Linked DNA regions of Macaca mulatta: region 2 is linked to region 1. Evidence: chromatin contacts called from public Hi-C data. All regions are on one chromosome and are shown on one strand. Each heading gives the region's core, a stretch centred on a gene start, on an enhancer-like site or on the middle of the called end of the contact. The rest is flanking DNA. Distances are from core to core; before and after follow the strand shown. Region 1 has its middle 360 kb from the start of BCOR. Region 2 overlaps BCOR (BCL6 corepressor).

Evidence for each region. Hi-C and Micro-C count contacts between places; a contact is called where the count stands out from the background.
Region 2: a contact with region 1 is called in a Hi-C map of fetal cortex germinal zone, with 4 times the contacts expected there. The contact joins two enhancer-like sites. A contact is called at or near these places in 2 of 14 Hi-C or Micro-C datasets (fetal cortex germinal zone and liver).

What each region holds. Positions count from the first base shown.
Region 1 is chrX:39,688,887-39,695,703 of T2T-MMU8v2.0, forward strand. No RefSeq gene overlaps it. Among named protein-coding and RNA genes, the nearest start is that of BCOR, 360 kb to the right of the region's middle. Within about 2 kb of position 2,140, at least 9 of the 40 cell types and tissues checked have an H3K27ac peak or open chromatin away from gene starts, as enhancers often do. A contact at or near this core is called in fetal cortex germinal zone, where this site is marked.
Region 2 is chrX:39,954,746-39,961,432 of T2T-MMU8v2.0, forward strand. The region is part of intron 1 of BCOR (BCL6 corepressor); the gene reads right to left. Among named protein-coding and RNA genes, the nearest start is that of BCOR, 92 kb to the right of the region's middle. Within about 2 kb of position 3,341, at least 8 of the 40 cell types and tissues checked have an H3K27ac peak or open chromatin away from gene starts, as enhancers often do. A contact at or near this core is called in fetal cortex germinal zone, where this site is marked.

The sequences.
Region 1 (6,817 bases), core at 890-3,389:
GTCCAGAGTCCTTTTCTACTTGCAAGTACAGAAGGGACGTGGGCCTGGCCTGAGACCACTGAGCTATCCAGTCATGGATTCCTTTATTCCACAAAGATGTGGTGGGCACCGACTCCGTGCAGATGGCTGCTGTGTGCCCAAGGGGGCCATGGGTCTCCTGAGGACCAGAGGGGCTTCAGCAGGAAGATCTTGCTGCCCATCTCCCCCACCCAGCCTTCCTGATTCTAAAAAGGGAGGTGCAACATTCCAGATCAACCCCACTTGGTCCTGAGGAAGAGAGAAATGGTGAGGCGCGGGGGGTGGTGGTCTCAGGACAAAGAATATAATCCCAGTGACTCCCCGGACACTTCCCCTGCACTATCACCTCACAAATACGTGCACTCACACGTGCACACACGCACACACACACACAGCCATCTTTGGCATCATTAGCAATTTATCTTTGAAGAAGCCTGTACAGTTTACAAATATTAAAGCATTATCTCACTATTTTAATCACAACGACCGCTTTGGGGTATTCTCATTCTTTCTGATAATGAAGCTGGGCTCCGAGATCAGATTTCAACAAGGTCAAATGGCTGGTAGGTGGTTCTTAACCTTTGGGGCTGTCTCAGATCCCTTTAAGAACTCTCCCCTCGGAAAAATGCATACCTACGCAGAATTTTGCCCTCTCTTTCAGGGATTTGCAGCCCTACTTCAAGCTCTTGCAGGGCTCCGCCTCCCCACCCCAGTCCGCGGTAGGAGGCCAGACGAAAGTCGGCCCGGTGAAGCTGAGTTGGACCGGGCAGCCGCAGGATAAAATCCAGAGAGGAGTTCGTGTGACGGCGCAGCAGGATTAAGAAATCTCCCAGACCAGGATGGGCACAGAAAGGGTTAAGGGGGTGGAGGGTTTTGTTTTTCACCTCTGAGGACTCTTTTATGGGTCATTAAGAACACAAGACCGAGCGAGCATTCCATTTGCTGGGCCTGCCTCTAGCACACAGCTCTGCTTCCCGACAAGATAAGTCCTGTGCAGGAAGGCAATCCTGGGCCCAGGGAGGCAGATGGGAAACCGCCCCAGATAAGGCGGCTGCTCCGAGTGCTGCAGTCACACAGGGCCTTTCTGCTGCAAGAATGACACTGCCGAGAGTCTGCGTTTCTTGCCAGCTAAGGAGGAGGAGGCTCTTCGGAGGCGTCTCCTAACACACTGCTGTTCTAGGCAGCTCTGCAAGGGGAACCCCCTCCCCCAACGGGGGTGCAGCACCGTGCCTCCAAGTGGAGGAGAGGCCCTCGGGTTCCCGGAGCTTGGAGAGGGTGCCTTCAGCGGTGCCCTGGCCACCTCTGGCTAGGCCCGCACACAGTTTATCCCCACCCAGGCCTCCTGGCACCCCCGCCCCGCATCCACCACCCAGGTGGTACCTGTGCCCGCACAGGTGAGGAAAAAGGCCTGTGGAAAACACCATTACTGATAAGTAACAGTTCCTTTCAGGTTTAATGACACGTTGCATCCATCCTAAAGCTCAAAAAAAAAAAAAAAAGAAAAAAAAATAAGAAGAAGAAAAGAAAGAAAAAGAAAAAAGCCCTCTCGAGGGACTGCGCCTTGCGCTTGTAAATAGGAACGCAAGGCCAGGGCGCGCGCGGGGGAGGGCGCACGGCGCGGAGCGGGCGTGTAAATTAACCGGGGGCCGCAGAGTAAATACACTGCACTCAGTATTTATTATGCGGCCGGACCTCCGAGGGGTTCTCCGGCTCCCGGACGTGGCAAATCTTGTCCGGGGCGCCGCAGGCCGCGCTGCCGAGGGCTAGGACGAGAGGGCCCGTGGCGGGGGGCGGGGGGCTTCTCCTCCCGCTCCGGGGAGCCCCGGGGCAGCCCCCTTGCCGCGACGGCAGCGGGGAGGGCTTAGGCGAGGAGAGACGCGGCCCCGGGCGCCGCTTGGGCTAGGCCGGGCAGGGAAGGCGGCGGGGTGAGAGCGGGCGGCGCGCCCGGCCCCTTAGCATTCCGCCGGCGCGCCCGCCATCGCCGCGTGCGCCCCCGCGCCCCGCTGTAATTACCCCGATTACCAAATGAATCTCGCGCTTTTGTGCTCACCGGGCGGTGGGTGCGGGGAGGCAGTTCTAATAGTTGTCATTAGGGCCAGGGGAGGCGGGGCGCCGGGGGCTGAGGGTGGGAGCGCGGGGGTGGGGGAGGCCCGCCATTCCCTCGCTGGCTCGCTCGCTCACAGGCGGTCCCAGGCGGCGCGCAGGCCGCTGCTGGCTGCTGAGTAATGATTTTTTTTTCTAATTGGAGGCGAACAGCGGCCCTAATGGATGGAGCCGCTCTCGGCGCGTTCGCTGCGCCCGCCCTTCGATCAATACGGCTCGCTGAGACCGCCGGGCCGCGCTCCCCGGCCCTTTGTGGTCAGAGATGCTTCGGGGGCCCGAATCCCCGCCACCACTAAAGGCCCCCCACGCCGCCTCAGCCTCGCCTGGGGAGTTCGCCGCCCCGCCACTCCGTGACACCACCCCTCCTCCGGCCTACCCCCACCCCGGACACTCCAACCCCAAGCTCCTTCCCAGACCCCGGCGCCCGAGCTCCCCTCTCGGAACACTCCTACTCCCCGTCCCCAAACACCTCCCCCGCGTGTCCCGGCTGTCCCGAGCCCTCCATTCCTTCTTGTCCTCACACTATGCCCAGCAGCCTGGTCCCCGTGGCCTTTCAGCCAGGGTGGGTTAGCAGGGAGGTGTCGGGGAGGGCAGACCCCGGATTGCCACCCTCACCCCTTCTCCGTGACCGCGTTTCTGCCAAGCGCCCCAGGCCGGGAGGAGAACCGGGCACAGGCGACAGCCTCCGAGAGTTTACACCGGCTGGTCCGGGAAGGGTTCGCTGAGTCCAATTAAATCCCCACGTTCTTTCCTTCCTGAGCCCGCTCCATCTCGGACTGGCTCCAGCTGGGACCCTTCGGCTTTCTGAAGGTACAGAATCTTGCGAGCACAGACACTCTCCCTGGGGGCACCAGTTTCCAAGAAGCCCTCTGGAATGTTTAGCTCAGAAACTGGACAGGATGCACAAGTCCTCCTACGTCAGGGGTGAAATGTGCCCTCTGTTTTGCAGGCCCTTCGTGCACTGCTTCTAACTAGCTGGTGACCTTGGGCAAGGACTCAGTGCCTGAAGGACCCTTTTTCTTACAGCTTGCAGAAGTTTATCCAGCTCTACAAGCTAGGCTGCTGGGATACAACATTAAAAGGAATGGTCAAATCTTCCCACTCCTTCCTGCAGTTTGCAGACTTTCCTCCTTCCACCCTGCGGAGAGCAGATCCTGGGAAGCCCAAGCTGCTCCACCTACCCTCCTTCCTTCATCTGCTCACTTTCTGTTGTTGGCTGTGATTTCTGCATAACATTTAGCATCACCTAACGTAATAAACACTTGCTTGGTTTTTTTTGTTTGTTTTTTGAGACGGAGTTTTGCTCTTGCTGCCCAGGCTGAAGTGCAATGGCACGATCTCAGCTCACTACAACCTCCTTCTCCCGGGTTCAAGCGATTCTCCTGCCTCAACCTCCCGAGTAGCTGGGATTACAGGCACCCGCCACCACGCCGGGCTAAATTTTTGTATTTGTAGTAGAGACGGGGTTTCTCCATGTTGTCCAGGCTGGTCTCAAACTCCTGACCTCAGGTGATCCACCCGCCTCAGCCTCCCAAAGTGCTGGGATTACAGGCATGAGCCACCACACCCAGCCAACACTTGCTTGTTTGTTTATTGTGATTCTTCCCCCACTGCTATGTCATCCCCACAAGGACTGGGATTTTTATCCATCTTGTATCCTCAGCACCTAAAACAGAACTTGGAACATAATAGGTGCTCAGTAAATATTAGTTGCATGAACAAATTGAAGCAATTTGAACCTGGTGAAACCTCTTCCTCTCCTCTCCTGAGAGAGGATAAGACTTTGGCTTTTCACTTATTGGGCTCTGTGGCATATTGTGTTTTCCAAATAATGGCCACAGCAATGTTTCTGGTCCCACATGCTATTCCAGCACTGTGCCTCTACCCCCTTCAAGAGAAGTCTGTTTCCCCTCCACTTGAACCTGGGTGGGCCTTTGTGACTGCCTCCATGGACAGAATGTGGCCACATACATCCTAGTCTAAGTCATAAATGATTACATGGCTTCCTTCTCTCTTTTTCTCTTGGGACTGGCACCCTTGTAAGGAAGCCCAGACCACATGTAGAGGCCAAGTGTAGGTGTTCCAGTCAATAGCCCTAGCTAATGTCCTAGCCACCACCTAGCACCAGCCACCAGATAGGTGAAAGAGCAAGCCTTCAAATGATTCCAATTCCGGCCTTTGAGCCACCTCAGTTGATGCCAAGTTGCATAACCATTCAAGCTACCCAGCTGACACTCAGTGAAGCACAAATTATCCCTGCTGAGTACAGCCAAGTAGCAGATTCATGAACAAACTAAATGCTGATGTAAGTCACTAAGTTTTGGGGTAGTTTGCTACCCAATAGAGAGCTGAATCCCCCATTCCACTGACTTCTCTTCAGTCTTCTATTACCTGGGCACACCACGAACCTCCTTGTCACAGTACACAAAGTGAACTCTCTTCTGAGGCTCTAAGCTCTGTGCTCCATCCCTGCAGCCACCTTTTTGAGGATCCTCAGCTCCCCCGTCCCAATAGCACAGCCTGGATAAACATCAGCCCACTATAAATCCAACAGGCCCTCCTGCCCTCCTTTGGGCTTGCTCCTGGGAGGCCTAGCCCAGCAGGAGGAAATCACTCAGCCTTGCTAAGCGGTAGCACCACCACCAGCCCTGCGAATCCTGCATCTTCCTGCTCAGCTCTGGACACACAGTTGCTTCCCTCATTCTCCACTCAGCTGACTTCATCCCCACACCCCGCTTCACAGAAATCATGACCTCCCCCACCCCAGCATGTTGCCATCACACGTCTGTCCACAGCATCTTGTCTGCCTACCCTCTGGTTCCAGGTGTCTTTCCACCCATCTTGAGGCCAATCCCACTCTTGGGCTCTGGGTGCTAGCCGCTCAAACTCTAGGGCAGCACTGCACAACAGTTGCAGTGATGGAACTGTTCCATCTCTGTGCTGTCCAATAGAGTAGCCACTAGCCACCTGTGACTACTGAGTGCTTAAAATGTGGCCAGTACCACCAAGGAGATAAATTATTTTATCTTAGTTCGTTTAGGTAGTTGAACGCAGCTAGTGGCTACTGTATTGTACAGTGCAACTCCAGAGATTAGTCCTGCCCTCTCCCAGGTCCTCAGCTTCACCCTCCCCATCAGCCATTCACAAGTCCTTCTCTCTCATCTCCTGCTACCTCCCACTCCACCCCCACCCACCCCACTGCATTTTTCTCTGGTCCTTCACAGCCAAACTTCTTCATGGATTTGTCGCCACTGCCTCTTCTTCCACACCCGCACCTTGTCCATGCCCTAGGTCTTTGTGAATGTCGTTTTCTTCCCCACCTTCCCAGCCCCTCCCCACATAATGAATTCTGATCACCTTGGAAGCGTCAAGGTAAAAAGTTACTTTTTCCAGGAAGCCCTACCGGGCACCCCCATCCCAGAAGAGATTGGTTGTCTTTGCCATGTGTCCCCGTGGTGCTCTAAACAATCTCTGGAACTGTACATGTCAGTTTCTTGCCATTGCCTGTTTAATTACCAGGCTTCTCTGCAGACTGGTTATCCCGTGAGGGTAGAAGCCAAGCTCCCATGCCCATCATCACATTCCTGTGCTTGTGCCAGGCACGTGATGGGTGGTCAGTAAATATTTGTTGAAGAAAAGCCCTAAGGAGGAAACTGTAGCTAAACAAGTAAGTGACAGATGCTTCAGTGGAGGACCCAGTGGGTGGGTGGGAGCTGGAGGTTGGTAAAGGCTTCACAAAGAAGGTGACATCTCCAGGGGATCTGAAAAGACAAAATGAGTTTACCAGGTGAGCAAGTCGGGAGATTATTCCGGGGAGAAAGACATCATGAGCAAAAACTCAGACATGCAGTGGCAATGAGCAGGAAGAAATGCAGACTGGGCAGAAGGGGTGAGAGAAGGAGGGCTGCCAGAAACCAGGCTGGGGACAGAGTGAGGCCCAGAGGAAAGGGGCTTGCCTTGGGGGCCATGCATTTTACCTTCAATCTGTTGAAGTTGAACCTGTTCAGCTTTGAGGCCTTTTGTTTACCCATTTGCATGAGAAGGGAACTCTACAAGGAAGCTTGGAAGGGACCACGGTGGTCTCAGAGATCCATTGCTCAGATCTCTCTTGCACACAGAACTTTCTGCAAGAAGTGCAATTAGTTGACAACCTCCAGCCATGGGTGCCTTCAGGCTCTGCCTCAGCTTTTAGGGCAAGGCCATGCACTTCCAGTGACTGAATATGGCCAATCCAGGTTAGATCACTTCTCTGGGTGATCTTTACACTAGAACTCCCCATGGACCTGGCTGAGACTCTCTGAGCTGCACTGAGGGGTGAGGCTTTCCCTACCGGCCCCTCCTTCCTTCTCCTCTCCCTTCATAGGAGTCAGACCTGCTTCCTGGCCTGAAGGCCCTCCTCACCTCCTCCTGCTCCCTCCTCACTTCATCTTCCATAAGCATTTCCCCCAGTAAACTTCTTGCATGTCTAATTCCATCTTAACATTTGCTTCTTGGAGGACCCAACTGGCACAGCGCAGAATTACTGACACACACACTTTCCCCTTACTGAGTCCCCTGTTAAACACTTGCCACACATTGTCTCACTAACCCTCCCAGCAGTCCCATGAGGTAAGCACCGTTATTATCTTCACTTGACAGATGAGAATGGGGGCTCAGAGAGGATAAATTACTTGCACAAGGTCATACCACCAGGGCT
Region 2 (6,687 bases), core at 2,091-4,590, 270 kb after region 1:
TTCCCGGCCTCCTGCCGGGGCGTCGGGGTCAGAGCGGAGAGCCACATCGGCTGGGAGCGAACTTGGCCCCGGCGAAGAAGAAAGGGGGAGGGGCGCCCCCTCCCCGGGCTGAGGCGCTTCAGCCCGGAGCGTGATCGGTCGGCAACAAAGGGATTTTCTCTCCCACCACACACACCCGTGCTGCTCGGGGCTCGCCCGCTCCTCCTCGCCGCTCCTCGGCGGAGGTCCCAGCGCGCGGGGCCGCACCACGGCACACACCCACGCCCTCGCGGCGCGCCCCCGCCGAGCCTTCCAGGAACTCCAGCAGGCTCCCCGGAGGCGGCCCGACCTCCCCAGTTCCCGACCCTAAGTAACCCCTCGGACCCTAAGACCTGGCGCGCTCTCCGTGGTGCCCCTTCCGAAGGCCCCGCCGCACCTTCTGTCCCCATCAACGAATCTGACGAAAGGAAACTTTGGGTGGGCGCAGGGAGAATCCGAGACCTCCCGGGAAATGCCGCCGAGTCCACAGGGGGAATGGGCACGGCAGACCCCTCCTCGCAATCGTTCTGGGTTCCCTTCCGATCATACTAGAACGCTGCTGCTCTGGACGCTTCCCCTTACAAAGATGTGAGCCAAGTGTCGCCTACTGTAACGTGGGAGGGGTGCGAATATCGGGGATTGGGGTCCGGGGTGTAATCTGCAGGGACTGACCCTAAGGGTCGCTGCCGAGCCTGTAATGCCCGCTACACTCCCCTCCTCCAGGCAGAGCCCATGGCCCGGGGTCAGGTGTCCCCAACCTCTCTCTCACAGGCCAATGGGGGACACTTGCCCTTCTCCCAGGGCAATCTGTCCAGGCCACCCCACCAGCTTTTTGTTCCTTTCACTTTCCTTCATGGTTTTGCCACAGGGGGAGTCAGGGAACCACGTGTGTATTCAAGAGAGGGCGAATTTAGAAACAGGTGTCCCCTCACAGGAGGCCACTCAGCAACAGAAACCCAAGTCAAAAGCCAGGAATCCCTCCTTACTCTTCTCCCCACTCCACGCAAAAAGAAACCACTTGCCCCCTTTGGTCTAGTCCTTGCAGAACTGGGTCCCCACTTGGGAGTCTACACAACCTGGGGGCAAATCCAGAATAAATGTTCCACACCACGCCTCCAAAGGCTGTGTCAATGAACTTTTGTTTTCACCAGGGCTTTGTAGGAGTAAAACAGGAATGCCTTCGCCGCCATCCCCCCCCCCACCACCACCGAAGGGAACAAGCTATACCGTAAGGCTAATAACAACAGCTATCATTAGTATACAGAGGAAGCACAAAGGAACTTTTAATGCATAAAAGATGCCTAAAAGGCAGGGGTCCTGCGATCTGCAAGTGAGTCTCTCGCTGACTGTGCAGAGCCTGGGAGTCCCAGAAAGGCTGGGATGAGGGTCAGAGAAGGAGAGGGGCACCCACTTTCTTTACAAGGAACAATAGGAATCCCATGTCTGCTACTCAGTCATGGAACTCAGAGCACCCAAAACAAAGCCATGGAACAACTGCGGTATAGATGGGGGCCCATGAATTTTTGTAGCTGTTCAGGGCTTAATTACTCCTCCTTGATCCGTGGGACTAGACACGACACCGCCAAGGTTAAAATGCCCCGAACAGCGCCGAGCAGATGTGAGCGAGCTGGCAGACGCGCAAATGAGGCCTGCCTCGGAGCACGATAACAAGTGACTAATACATTGCATATCGTTGAAAGAAAATTATTTTTCTCTAATTTGCATTTGCTTGGGGGAAAAAAAGCCAACGAGAGTCCCTCCTCACATGCACAAGTCTAATCCTGGAAATACAGCCCGGCTGCTTTAAGAGAGCTGGAAGGAGGGAAAGACTGCCAGTGTTTTGGCGTTGCAGGCTTGTTTATCTTTCCGCCTTTCCTCCAAGGCGAAACTCGTTTTGCAAGCAACATTCCTACAGAAAATGGCACACGTCATAAAAAGAGACCAATTTATAGAACTGGCACCGAAGTTCATGTCTCACTCCAGAAGCATCTCCCAGCTCCCCATCGGAAACCCAACTAGATGTAGAAGTCCATGTTAAAACTTAGAGAGTAGACTTGGGGAGGGGGCGGTGCTGGGCGGGGGGAGGAGAGAATGAACTAGATTTGCAGATACCCTGTAGGCTGTACACCCAGAGGCCAAAGTCATGCGGAAGGGTAGAATATAGAATTAAGTCAGCCCTAAATGATGTTCCAAAACGCAGGGAGGACCAGGCAGGTGCCAGGGCTTGGAAGGCTTCAACCTTGGGATTCACGGGGGAGAGGAGTGAATTTTTACACCCAGCTTGCCCCAGGACGGTCCAGAGGCAGGTCCACATTCTTTGCCATCCTAAGTCCACCTGCTTGGGCCAGCCACGAACCTCCAGGACTGGCCTAGTGGGTAACTGCCGCCACCAACTGCTCTCCCTCCCACCCTGGCGCCTCTCTGCAGGGCCTGGCAGGGTACCAGGAACTCAAGAGAAAGCCTGTGGCTGTGGGCATCTAGTTGATGAAGTCAGAGTAGGTGGTGCTGTGGGCAGGCTTCAGGACGCACCTTTGCGTACTGCAGTTGAAGGCAAATGTGTTCTTGAAAACGGGAAGGCTTGGGAGAAAAGGTTAAGGCATGTGGGTAATCAAAAGCCAATCTGACCTCCCTTCCCCCCAAAATACACCCCCTTCAGGGTACTGAACCTGCACACTTGCATTTCCAAGCTGGAAACAGTGCCGAGTGCACAGAACACAGCACCCGCCTGTCTCTAACTTGTCTGAATAACAGGGCCATTTCAGAGGGGAACAACGGCCTTCAGAGCCTCTGCAATTTCCAGAAAGCTTTCAGTTAATAACACATTCTTTCCAATAAGCTTACTTAGGGCTGAAAGTTATTTTCCCAAATCTTAAAAACTCTGTCACCAACAGCTGAGGACCCAGTTCAACGGATCCTGGCCAAACCCCACCAACACGGTGACACTCACAGCCCCGTGGGCCTTCTCCCGCCACCTCTGCCTCACCACAAGTTCCCTAAACCACAACATACAAACCATCCTGCACCCCACCACAATCCTGGGAAGTCATAAAGATGTGTATTGGGGATGGGGGGGTGGGTGTGCCGTGGAGCTTTCTCTCATCTGGGGATGCGCTGGCCAGAAAGTGGCCGCCACCTCTGCAGCTCGTCCATGGGCCTGCATAGTGCGCGCTTTGTGTAAGTGCTGAGGAGGCGCAGCGCTGCTCGCGCGCCAACAGCTGTCACATTATTTGCACTCGCTGTAAACAGCCTTCACATTCCCCCCTTACCACATAGTTAAAGCCAGACTAACAATCCACAGTTAGAGATCAAACCAACAACAGCAGCATTGTGTCTGCCTTCGCTGCCTTCGCACCAAGCCCAGCAGCTGGCAGGTTTCTCCGGAACAAGGGACCCCTTCTCCCCCTACCCCTCCAGGCTCCAGCCAAGGCTAGCCAAGGAAGCATGCGTTTGTCAGCGCTGTTTGTTAAAGCAAAAGAGCACCGCCATTTCGCAGAGATTTCCGTGTGGCTCATCAGCCCTCTCCGAGAGTTTACTCCTTCTGGAAGCTCAGGGAAGCATCATGAGAATAAAGGTTACGGAGACTCGTAGGGTTGGTTTCCATGCTCAGCAAAGTGGGGTCTGGCCAGGCTGGGGCCGGGACAGGGAGGTCTGCCCCTCTCCATGCCATGTCACAGAGGCCAGACAGGTCTGCGCTTTCTGCAGCCCTCAGAGGAATGCTTCCTGTCTTTCGGAAATTGCCCAACTCACTGAATACTTACTGGCCGCCCCACTGATCAAAATGTCTCCTTTATGATTTTTGGTTAAGTTGAACATTTCCATAATCGTCATTATTAGTGCAAATTACACGCCTAATCGGTCCTTAAATAGATTTTAATTAAATAAGCATACAAGGCTCATTTTATGACTTAAGAAAGGCATTACTTTTCGTTATAAACTTTCCACCAGGATATCGAATAACGATAGCAGACAAATACTTATTCTTTGAAAATCACCAATAACCGATGGGCAGAGTATCATGAAACATACCCTGTTCTACCCTCTGGAATCAAAGCTGAGACCAGACATATCACAGCGGTACAACTTTCCTCCTGGGATGGGAGAGAGGATTTCTTCCTCCAAAGCACTATGTCTGTCTTCCTTGTGGCCAGTAGAAATAAACCCCCAGTGCTGCTTTCCCTACCCATCTGATGAGATTTCTCTAGCTGATGTCCTCTAGCAACCACTACTCCCCCACCACCTCCATCCGTTTTCCACCCCTTTGCCTGCTTAGAGTCCTGGTGCAAAGCGGGCAGGCTGTGCTTGTTAAATGCTGTGTAAAATGCTGTTAATAAAATAATAAATACAAAGGATGGAGGCTGCTGGTTCCACTGGTGTTTTGACTGGAAATGCCTTGGCACTTGTCATGTGTTTATGGGAGGGCAGACAACGCTAGGATTTACATAGTTTGGACATTTCTGTACTTCATTTATTCTTTCCTAAATGACGTAGGCCTCGAGCTATTTCAAGTTTGCATTTGTACAGAACTGTTAAATGCCTAGGAGTTTCTCCAATTAAACCAAGTTTAAAATCAGACCCAAAGCTGGAACATACACTCAGACTTGCCCAACTCCACCTTCAGCCTCGGTGGCTGGAGAACAAACAGATCCTCGAAAACAATCAGTCCTCGAGCTCCCCACCTTCACCCCCCTCTCCAGGAGGGCCCCTAGGGCAAAGGTTAAGGCGTCTCTAGATTCCAAGCCCGGCCCAGGCTACACACTGAGGCAATCATTGCAGTTAGGCGCATCTTGTCCATAGACTACCTTTAAAATCGTGGGCTAAAATCGGGGGGGAAACTGCTGGCCTGGTAAAACCCACTGTTCACAAAACAATGTCAGCAAAGGCTGTAAGGCATTCTTTAGAGAGGGACCAGGGATTCGTGCCTACTGAAGCTCTTTCAGCACAAAGGCTTTTAGGGGAAGAAGGGAAAAAGAGGGAGGAGGAGGGGGAGAGGAGGAGAGAAAGGGAGGGAGGGCTCCTGTTTCAGAGCAGGCATCCCCTGAGAGTCAAGAACCAAGTGTAGCTTCAATCAAACACTGACTTTCCCTCTGGGAGTCGAGTAGGAAACCTGATCACAGTAGCTTACTACCGGCCTGGATCCATACAGGTCTGGTTTTCTTCTCATGCTAGTAATTTTTTAAAATACATATCGATATAAAAGAAGCAATCCCTGGCAGACTTTGTTGAAAACCACATTGAGCCCTCATAACATCCGGACTTAATCCTTATCAAACAAACCACAGCACCTCTGGCCTCTGCACCAGGCCACCCCCTCTCACCTCTTCCAACCAGGTCTTGCCCCTCTAGACACCATCGTTCCCCCCCTGAAATAATGCCAGGAAGCCTTGCCAAAGGGTACCCAGATACCGGCTCTGAAATAAGTTCCTAACCATATAATGATCCCACTTGGGGGGCGGGGGAGAAGCAAGTCTTTTCATATGGAATCCTTTAAAAGGCAGAATGCAAACTACGGTAACAAAGGGAAAGAGGAACCCAGGAAGACGGACCTAGAATACCCGCGTAGGGGAGATTAAATCTGCATCCTTGGGTCCCAGGACACAGACCTAGCAAGTCTCAGGGGGTCTCAGGGGCAGCAGGGAATGGAGGAGCAACCTATAGGAACATGACAAGTCATTCAAAGCAATTATTCATCCTTGAGGCCTACTATGCGCCAAGTATTCTATTTAGATCCTAAAGGTGGATAATTATTCCCAGTCTTACAAATGAAAAAACTTACTGGGGCTCAAAGGCCGTAAATAACTTGCCCCCAAGGTCACACAGCTAGTAAAAAATGGGCCACGGTCAAACTCAGTCCTGGAGTTGCGGAGAGGAGCCAATTATTGGTCTAATTGTGCCATTTGAAATCCTGATTTTCACATATTGTCTCCTCTGAAAAGCTTCCTTAGGCCTTATGTACCCAAGAACGAGATAAAGAGTGTTTAACACTTATGTTACTTGGTCTACAGTGAGCCTCGAACACAGTTTCTCCTATATCTAGTCATCTCCTGGTCCACTCAAAGTCTTTCACCATTTCCCCCTACATCCTACAAATCTCCCTACGTTGTTATACCCTGGTGTAAGGCCAATGCGCTCAACAAGCCTCCCCTTTCCCATCCCTCCAGCACCCCAGAATAGACAGGGGTAGGTGGGTCGACTCCTTTCAGGTCTCTGGGAAAAGTGCTGACTACTGGTACTAGGACCTAGGCTTGCCACCCCAGTTTTGCCACATAAAGCAATAAATCAAATTATCTAGATAGAGCAAAAGCCATTTGGAGGAAGCTCCTCCATCTACCTTTCCTAGGATTTAAAGGAAAAACCCCAGGGAACAAAGTAGTGTGGCAGAGGGAATTAAGATGGAAGACGCCAGCAAGATGTTCTATTGGGCCACCCAGAGTCCCCACAAAAGCGCAAGCCGGGGGATGGGCTATCTCGTCCTTTCCCCAACCTTTCTTCACAGAAGCGCCCGGCGGCAAACCTCAGGGCCCAACATCCCCTCCCCATCTTATCCCCAATTTCCGGGTCTGCCCCAGGCTTTCAGATGCTCCGGGAACTACCTACACCCGCGGAGCCTGCCAAAGCCACCTCCGGCTCTGCTCGATGGGGAAGGGCAGGGGCACCAGACACTCGGACTTC